Linked DNA regions of Zea mays: region 2 is linked to region 1. A link is a contact called in public Hi-C data. All regions are on one chromosome and are shown on one strand. Each heading gives the region's core, a stretch centred on a gene start, on an enhancer-like site or on the middle of the called end of the contact. The rest is flanking DNA. Distances are from core to core; before and after follow the strand shown. Region 1 holds the start of LOC100280640 (nucleotide binding protein). Region 2 overlaps LOC103647016 (transcription factor GTE8).

The links. A called contact is a pair of places that touch in the nucleus more often than the background predicts.
Region 2: a Hi-C map of endosperm shows a contact between it and region 1, with 2.5 times the contacts expected there. The contact joins the enhancer-like site here to the promoter of LOC100280640 in region 1. A contact is called at or near these places in 3 of 25 Hi-C or Micro-C datasets (ear, endosperm and tassel).

Annotation. Positions count from the first base shown.
Region 1 is chr2:138,781,393-138,786,460 of Zm-B73-REFERENCE-NAM-5.0, forward strand. LOC100280640 (nucleotide binding protein) reads right to left here and starts at 2,702. Exons shown (of 11, transcript NM_001153558.1): 1 at 2,279-2,702; 2 at 1,508-1,819; 3 at 1,307-1,415; 4 at 1,098-1,221. The coding sequence starts at 2,437. It overlaps LOC103647011 (a long non-coding RNA gene), which reads left to right. Exons shown (of 3, transcript XR_004856338.1): 2 at 474-586; 3 at 715-876.
Region 2 is chr2:139,333,594-139,338,122 of Zm-B73-REFERENCE-NAM-5.0, forward strand. LOC103647016 (transcription factor GTE8) reads left to right here. Exons shown (of 10, transcript XM_008671591.3): 2 at 2,255-3,062; 3 at 3,148-3,196; 4 at 3,304-3,407; 5 at 3,508-3,559; 6 at 3,628-3,687; 7 at 3,842-3,963; 8 at 4,084-4,150. The coding sequence starts at 2,373. Among protein-coding and RNA genes, the nearest start is that of LOC103647016, 10 kb to the left of the region's middle. Within about 2 kb of position 2,353, at least 1 of the 20 cell types and tissues checked has an H3K27ac peak or open chromatin away from gene starts, as enhancers often do. A contact at or near this core is called in endosperm, where this site is marked.

The sequences.
Region 1 (5,068 bases), core at 1,452-3,951:
TGCAAGGAATACTATAGTTGCAGCTCTAGTTATTGTTGAAGAGGACAATGAGGAGATGGAGGAAGATGAACCAGCAGCACATGGAGGAGACTTTGATTATGATGAGATGGAGAAAGAAGCACCTGTTGCAGCTGGGCCATCTACTGTAGCAGCAGCTGGAGATGGAAAAGAAGGCTTCCATTGGATGATGATGTACTTGTTTAGTAGATGCTTCAAATCTAAAATTTATTAATATAATATTCTCTTTGTCATTTAGATGCATTTAAACTCTAATTTGTTGTTGTTCTAGACATTGATATGGTTCGATTATGTAATATGGAGTTTTAGACCAATTTACTTGGCTGTTGGCTGCTTGGTCATATGGTTTAATCCTTCTTTACTTGGCGGCTTGGTCATACGGTTTAATTACCTGATTTTGCATCATTGCTTGGTTGCTGCGCTGCCACTTCTTACTCATTTAATCCTTGTTTCAGATACAAGAGCTGCAACTCAGCAAGATTGGAGTGGGACAGCCAAAATACAATGAAGCTGTCACTTCACATCTAACACACTATGTTCGTCTTCGCTGATGCATGCACTACAAGTTGTAAGTCAAGAACTTAGTATCTTCCATGCATATGGGTTATCGTTACTTTTGTCAGTATCTCAGACCGTGTCCAGCAGCTTTTTCATATGATTATCCAAAACACTGTTTTACATTGTTTTGCACTGTAGACTGCACTATTCGCTGAGTAGAGTTTGAATATGAAGATGAGGATGGATAAGCTGTTGGAGATAGTCTCAGCAAATTCTAACAGATCGCAGTGTACTGCATGTCGGCTTGTGTAACTCGTAGGACCACTACCATATCAAGAAATAAATATTTAATACTGGTAAGGTAACGGCAAGACAAATTTGCCAAGCTTATTAAGGGGGAAATTGACAAACACTTTTAGCACATGTTCGGCTGTGGTAAAAGGCAGCTGTTGCTGCTGCCGTGCTGCGGGCTCCAGCAGCTTCCCGCTCTCTCACAAAAGTACTGTTGCAGCAGCTGCGGCAACAGTTTTTTATCATACCCAAACAGCGTGTTAAATTAAACAGTAAAAATGAAAACATGCCTGCTGGCAGCGCCACCTTGACTTGGATCTTTGTCTTTATCTTTGTCTCTATTAACAAAATGCTGATATGAAACGGGCTTCTTTCCAGGATCTTGCAGCTGCTGCCTCAGTGACATTGAATAGACTGTAGAACAAATAAAAGAACTTATGCACGATTCTTTAACTAATATAAGCATAAAGCTTTCCTAATTATGAAGCATTTGACATACCATCTCCTGAGAACACCCCAACAAGCAGATCGTGCCCATCCTTGGCCTCTGGGTCAAATGCATGGCAAAGCGGGTTTGAGCTACTGAAGTGGATGGACTTTATTGGATCCTGATGCAATTAGCATGTGAACAGAGAACCACAGGATACCAAAGTTGCAAGCAACTTAACATGCATGCATGCAATAAGAGATAAGGAAATACTTTGTCATGTGAGTTGAGATCACTGATGAAGAGTGTATCTGCAGTATTAAATATGATGTACGCGCCCTTTCCATCATAGTTTGCCATGCCTTGCGATCCACTTGCACTAGTCGACACACCAATTCCTCCACCCATGCGGCTGCTTCCTGAGACAGCCCTGCTGGTACCATTGCTCCCGAAGCTAAGTGCCCGGCTCCCATTCCCAGTGCCGAGAAGTCTTGCAGCTGCAGACCGCATCCCACTACCAGCACTTGGTGTTGAAGGCGTGGAACCCTGGCCTGCTGGCTTCTCCTTCAAATATGCCACTGTCATCTGGCACCATCACAACAAACAATCGATAACTGCATAAAGGATTTGTAATCTACACAACGCAACAGAATCAGAAAGCACAAAGCCCTCAGAACAGTTAAGCAGATATTTGATCTATTCTATTAGAGTGTTAGAATTTGCGAACAGAAAAATGTGTGTCATTTGTATTTGTATTTTTTCCTAGAACGGTAACACGAAATATATGCAGGGACTATCCAAACATTAAACATTACACCAATCTATGCTGCGCCTGATCCAATCCATGAAGCGCCTAGAAACTTCCGAATATCTGCCGCATCGCATCTACGATGACTCATCCAGATACCACACCTGATCAAGCCAAGTCAACACACATCCCAACCCAATTCCCCATCCATCCAGCACAGACCGACCCATCAATAACCCCATAAAGCACATCAAACTGCCTCGCTACCCTAATCCGAACGACGGCGCCCTTGCTACCTGGGAGACGGTCTTGCCGCTGTGGCTGTAGTGCACGACGGCGGGGGAGTGCGTCTTCTCATACTGCAGCTTGTGCCGCCCCTCGGGGGTCTTGAAGTAGGTCTTCAGCCCGCCAGACCCCGCGCCGGCCCCGCCGGCCGACCCCGCCGCCGACGCCATGCTCCCCCACGGGCGATCGCGGACCGCCGCAATGCTCACTCGCCGACCCCGCGCGCGTGCGCAGACAGACGAGGCCGCGTGAGCAGTCACCGGCTCATGCCCCCGCCGGTGACGCGAGGGGTAGGGCCATGGAGGCGAGGGATGAGGTGGTCGGATTGGGGATGAGACGGGGTGGATGCGGGAGAGCCGGAGAGCAGAACGAAGCCTTGGACTCGGTCACTCGGAGGAGCGGAGAAAGAAAAAAAACGAGTTGATTATTTTTTGCGGACTCTTCGTGTGTCCATAGAAAAATTCTATATGAGTAATATGACATCGTGACTATATGAAACGGAAGAAGACCCTTTCGGTAATATGAAGAAACTCTTTCGGCTAGGTCGAGAGAAAATATAAAAAATGAAAAACAAGTAAAAAAATAATGCATGATGACTAATTTGGTGACCAGAGCAACTGAATTTTTTCTATATATCTTTTCAATTCATCGGTCACCAAATCAGTTCTAAAAGTTGATTTTTTTAGTATAAGTGGGTGTTTGGTTTATAGGGACTAAACATTAGTCCCTTCACTTTATTCCATTTTAGTTCATAAATTGTTAAATAGGGAAACTAAGGGCCCGTTTGGCACAGCTCCAGCTCCTGATTCTAAGCGAGGATCTAGAGGAGTCGTGCCAAACAGGTATTTTTTTTAACTGATTCTCGTGTGGAGCCGAAAGATCGGGAGTCGTTTTTGTGAAGAAAGGTGGGATCTAAAAAAACCTGCTCCACCCTCCCTTAAAATAGCTCCTCAACCAACCAAATATGGACCTCCCCTTAAATTTTGATCGAAATTACCCGTAATTGCCATTGGACAAAAACATAACGAGCCAATTTATGGATTAAACATTTGAGACCATTTTATGCACTACTATGATGAGAATATTTTATATGTTATTGTTTCATATTTTTTTTCCGTATATGCATCCTACTTATTGGTTTGTAACAAAGTTAAACTGCAAAGGATAAAACAGACAATCGCCACGGACCACCAACTTTCAGAAGACAAGAATCAGTTTACTTGCCAAACGGTTTTAAAAATGATTCTGATTCTCTAGGAGAAGCAGGAGGATCAACTCCTCACGAGGATCAGGATCTGGAGCTAAAGAAGCTGGAGCTGGAGCTTTGCCAAACGAGCCCTAAAATAGAGTTTTAGTTTCTATATTTAGTAAATTAGGGACTAAAATGGAATAAAATTGAGGGACTAAAAATTAGTCCATAGAAACCAAACACCCCCTAAATATAAAGTTGACTTTCGAAAGAACATGATAAAAGGCTCCGCAATTGATAAATATGTCATCAGCACTCTCAAGTTACTCGTACTAGTATAATGTTTGTACGGTCATATTTGATTGGTGACAATGACAAACCATAGTGAAAAGCCCTTTGTCATAATGTTGATCTCTAGACTAAAAGTTACAACACACCTATCCAAACACATTACAATCCAAAAAAATTGGAATTAGAATTCAAAATAGTCAGCATGTTCGCTTGGCTTTATTTCCTACTGGCTTCTACTGCTTCTATATTGTTTTTATCTATATAGATTGAAGCTGCAACAGTTTGAACAATTAGCTTTAATATGAAGCAAACAGCCTGAGTAAGGGTGTGTTTGGTTTGACTTTTGGCTTTGACTTTTGCCCCCCTAAAAGCCAAAAGCCAACCAAAGAGATGGATCCAGGAAGCAGTTTTTTCTAAAAGCCGACTTTCTCGTAGTGCAAATCTGAAAGCACCTCTGGACCTGCTTTTAGTGGCTTTTCGGATAAACTGTGAAAACATATATCGAAGAATTTTTTACGATTTTTAGTGGTTTCCACCAAACGATTTTTAGCTTTTTAACAGCTTACAACCTACAGCAGCTTTTTTCACAGCTCACCGTCCACAGCAACTTTTTTCACAGCCACAGCCCAACCAAATAGATCCTAAATCTTTGTTATGGCAAAGTTTAATGGGTCACCGCCCAGGCGCCCACCTGCATTCCTCTTTACAACTACAACTATGTCATGACTACACGAGCAAAACAAAGAATATTTTTTTGTCGAACGTTGAACGATATATCAAACATGCATGCCCACGTATGGGCAAGTTCGCGACGTCAATCATAGCTCATCTCGGGATGGCGATGGTGGCACGACATACAGGGTAGGCGGGCGTCCTAGTGAGCCACATGTCGACACAGGTGTTGGGGTCTCCTTCTCTGCCGAAGGTCCTCAGGACGAAGAAATCGTATATAATCAATGGGACTGAGTGCCGAAGGTGCAACAACCATGCATGTTGAAGCTGCAACAAGCACGAGCAAAGCGTCGAACGATTACAACTTCGGCTCAAGGTGGTTACGAAGGTCAAAAGTGATATTAAACCAAAGAGAAAAAGACATGTTAATCCCTGATATTTGTATTAGGATAATGTATGCATACTAGGGTCATAAATGTACTTTTGCTTGGGCTGTGTTCCTTGCTTATAAATAGATGAACAGTACCACATGTACTGTTTACGCTGGATTGGGATTGTGCACTCGCTTTCACCTTGAGCAAGCCAAAGGTACAAATGTAATATACATCATGTATTACTTTGCCAATATATGATACAGATCTTAATGTTA
Region 2 (4,529 bases), core at 1,103-3,602, 550 kb after region 1:
ACAACCAGCTCAACATCCCCTTGCCCTTCAGCATGCTTCTGGCCATGCCAAGCACTCTCTAGTCGTGTCTTTCCACCATGTTGTTGTGTTAGGGCGTGTACTACATAGTGAGATGACGTTGGATGTTGTGTTTTGCACAACAATCGCCAAACATGCGTGTTGTGAACTGGCCACCGTGGTCGGTGCTGAGCGTGCCCATCTTTTGCCTTGCCTCCGCCTCGACACGTGCCTGGAGTTGGATGCTGGCCACCGCAGTTTGGTCCTTTGACGCTAGCAACATGAGCCACATGATGCAACTCTTTTCATTGACGATGAGGAACAACAACTTCTCTCTAGGAGTCCAGGGTGATCGACACAAGTCCACATACACCAGGTTGAGTAGATGAGGTGCACCGTACTTGCTAACTGTAGAGAACAGGCACCGTCGTTGCTTCCCGGCCAAGCAACTCTTGTAGATCTGATCGATGTGGTTGATTGGCTGCAATCTGCGCATCAAGCCACCCTGCATCAGTTCCTTGAGCTTTTGGAATCCGAAATGTCCGAACCAAGCATGGAATTGCCAAGCCACCTTCAAGCTCAAGGCGGCAAGGTACATGTGCTGAGTGATGTTGAGGACGTAGATGCGGCTAGTTGAATGCCGCACCTTGACTTGCAATCGTTGGCGCTAGTCCTAGGTCCTAAGAATGTCGTTCTTGATTAGGACCTTGTGAGTTGTGATTGTCCTTATCGAGCTTACCTAGGCTAATGAAGTTTGCTGCCAGTCGGGGGATGCAGTAGATGCCAACTAGCACCTGGTACTCGTCGTTCTTGCGCTTGAAGAGGACAATGCCACGACCCTCGATGGCCACCATGGAGCCGTCGCCAAACTGAATGGTCTCGTAGACGCTGGTGTCGGGCTCGAAGGAGTCCATGCACTCCCCCCATCATGTGGGTTGTCGTGCCGTTGTTGAGTATCCAATGTTGCAATGCATGCTCCCTCCACCGTCCTTCTCCCTGAGCTAGACGATCAATCGATTCTCTTTGAGGCGGATCTCTACTTTCTAACGTTGTAGCCTTCTACTCGTCAGCGTGCCTTGCCAGAGACGAAGAATATGATCTCTGGATCACTCAAACGCTCACAAAACTCAACAAGAATACTAGAAGGACACATTGAGTTCTTGGCGCTGCCAAACCACACCGCTGCTTAGGTGTATTCTATTGATCTTTTTATATACAAAATTACAAAGGCTCACAACCACAAATCATGGCACCAATCAGCTAAGGAAGGAAGCTATCCAGTCAACTATCAATTAGCTAAGAAAGGAAACTAACCAATCAACTAAAAAAACTCGGTCGGGTGAGGGAATGACCGCCCTTCTGGTATTATATTAAGAAGAGACCGAAACATTGGTCCCGGCCGAGAAAACCCCCGAACCCTGGCCCCCCATCACTTATGGGCCGGTGTCAACCGTCCACTCTGCAACGGTCCAACCGGAGAGTGGCACACAGGACATTGCACATCGTAACCCGAGAGCGGATGGGGCACAACGAGGGGATTTTTTTAACCAAGCCCGAAAATTCGTCCCCGAGGGAAATCGAACCCGGGATTTGAAGGTGCTACTCGGAAGCCTTAACCACTAGGCTAGAGGCCCTTCCACACTAACCAATCAACTAAGAATGAAACTAAAAACCGAGTATGCAAAATACTACATTTGTGTAGTTATTGAAGACATTTGCTGTTTGGTACTTTTGGTTTTGCTAGCTGTGTGATTGATTTTATATTTTTCTCTGTTAAATGCTGGCAAAAATTGTTGTTTGCTGCTTTAAAACACCAAAAATTGTCTTTTGGTTTTGTCAAATTTGGATACATCAGGTATACCTGAATTATTGGTAGTATTCCCTTGGGGCGAAACTCGGGTATCAGTTTCTGATATCCAACTTGAATATTTGGACATTTGGGTTACCTGAATGCAATATTGGGAAGTTTGGGTTACCCGAATGCATCAATTTGCCTTTTGTTTTTAGTTTGGGTGGATTGTGTAGGTTATCCATCCAGCATTTCTGGAAAATCTATTTTTGCCCTTCTCATCCTGGATTTGAGTTTGCTCATCCATTTGAATTTCTAAACATTAATAGTGATCATGCAGTTTTTTTAACATGTCGGCAATTTTGCTGCATCTCTGTTGGATATCTTGTGTGGGGGCGATGTGCCTACTTTTTTCTTCTTCTTTTGGCCTGTTTAGTAGCTTGTTTGAAATGAATGCTTCACCTACAGGCTTGGCTGAGGGAAACTTGTGCTCTGCGCATCTTGGACACTACTTCACCATTTACCAAGTCTTGAGTTATTGCTCCGGTGCCAGACAAAAAACCAAACTCTCTGGCCGAACACAGTGATGGCGCAAGCCTGTAAGAAGAGGAGAGGAGTTTATATAAGCAGTGAATCAGGAGACTCTGATACAGATTCTGATGTTGAGGGAAGCAAACACTCTCAAAAGTCTGGGGTGACATCAATTTCTACATGCGAGCACCAGTCATCTTATAACCTCAAGGCTGCAAGTATGAAAAGTAGCAGGATGATAAGGCTGTGTGGAAATATCGTAAGGAAGCTCATCGATCACAAATGTGGCTGGCTTTTCAAAGAACCTGTTGATCCAGATCTATATGGGATTCCAGACTACTTTGATGTTATCCGCAGTCCAATGGATTTGGGCACTATTAAGAATAAACTCACAAAAAAGAAATATGTAAGCATTGAGGAGTTTGCAGCAGATGTGAGGCTAACATTTTCAAATGCTATGAAGTATAATCCTCCAGGCAATGATGTGCATATTTTTGCTAAAGAATTGAATGAAATGTTTGATTCAGAATGGGAATCAGTAGAAAGGAAATTTAGAGGCCGAAACCTTGGTCAAGACCAGCAGACAATGAAGGCCATAAAAGTTCGAGCTATGATGGATTCAAAGTCTACAGTTGCTAGAGGGCCGGTTGCATGCTCAAACCCTAAAACTTTGGTTGCTAGAGGTCCAGTAGCTTGCTCAAATTCGATTGCAAAGAAGACACTGACAGATGCATTATCCTCCAAAGTGAGACCACATATGCTGTTATTCACTTGATTTGTTTTTGGTAGTAATGTGATTTTAAAAGTACTGCTATCTACTGTTTGTACAGGTAAAAATCAAATTTTCCGTGCGCAGCTCTGCGCATACCTCTTCCAAAGGTGTCAATGGCATAATTTCTTACTTCTTTGCATTACATGACAAACTTCTATTCTAAGGTCAATTAGAACCCATTCTTGTAATTATTAATGCTTTTCTTTTCATTCAGATATACTCGTTCAAGCAGCTGGTAGCAAAGAGGGGTCCTTAAATCACTCTGTCCCTACTGGCAACAAAGAGGCATCTTCAAATTGTACTATTCCTATCGCTAAGGTATTGGGTACGAGTTACCTTCTCATTCTTTGAATTATTTTCTGTTCACAGTATAAACAAATCTGCAACGGCCCATCTAAAAGCTATCTTCTACTTTCAGGAGGCTAAAATATCAAGGGCACGAGAAATTGAGCGCTGCTCTGGTTCAATTGGTATGTTGAGCATTTCTGCAAAATTTTATTTTAGGGTTTCTGTTTTGCTAATATACTTGAAATCATAGGAAAACAATCATGGTCTTGCAATGACACTTCTACTTCACCTCTCGCTTCCTCTGTGCAAGGTTATTTCATGTGTTCTCCCATACTTAATTCATCTGTTTTTTTAGTTCTTGTTACTGGAAAAAAATGAGAACTTAACATTTGGGAGCTTAGGGTACTTGATTTTGCCCATATAATTCTTGGCTAATGTACTGCATGCTCTCATGTGAATTTCAGGTGAGGAAAGTTACCTTCATGATGAACCTTTGTCACCAAGCAGGGCTCTTCGTGCAGCAATGCTCAGGAGTCGTTTTGCTGGGACTATAGTGAAGGCTCAACAGAAGGCACTTCTAGATCATGTAATATTCCAAAAATAAGTGCTGAACTTTGCGGTCTTCTATTTGGCAATGGGTTTGCAGAGGACAAGTTTATCTCTGCAGCGATGCAGCTCTTGCTGACATGCTGTTTTTATGCCCCAGGGGAAGAATATAGACCCTGTGAAATTGCAATTGGAAAAGGAGAGGCTGGAAAAGAGGCAGCAAGAAGGTAAGAGTCACATAATTGTGATCTGGATCTGTTTTCCGTACCTCTGAATCATTGTTGAGTAGAACAATTATCTGATATATGTGTACATCTGTCACTAAGACTGTTATGGTCGCTAGATCGGTGAGGGATTGGAGAGGGGTATCGATGGGTAGTAACGTCGGCCGGGGGGCCTCTGCCCACGGTCGAGCAAGAGGAGGGTTTCTCTCTTCTAATTTTTGCCTACTTTATTTCTCATCCATTGATTACATAAATAGGCCAGCTGGCTGCTCCTATCTAGCTAGAGATCATTATCTCCTTAAACCTCTCCTAAAACTCTCAACAACTACTAACTGGTAACCTTCCTAGATAATCTCAACTAATCTCCTAGATAATCTCAACT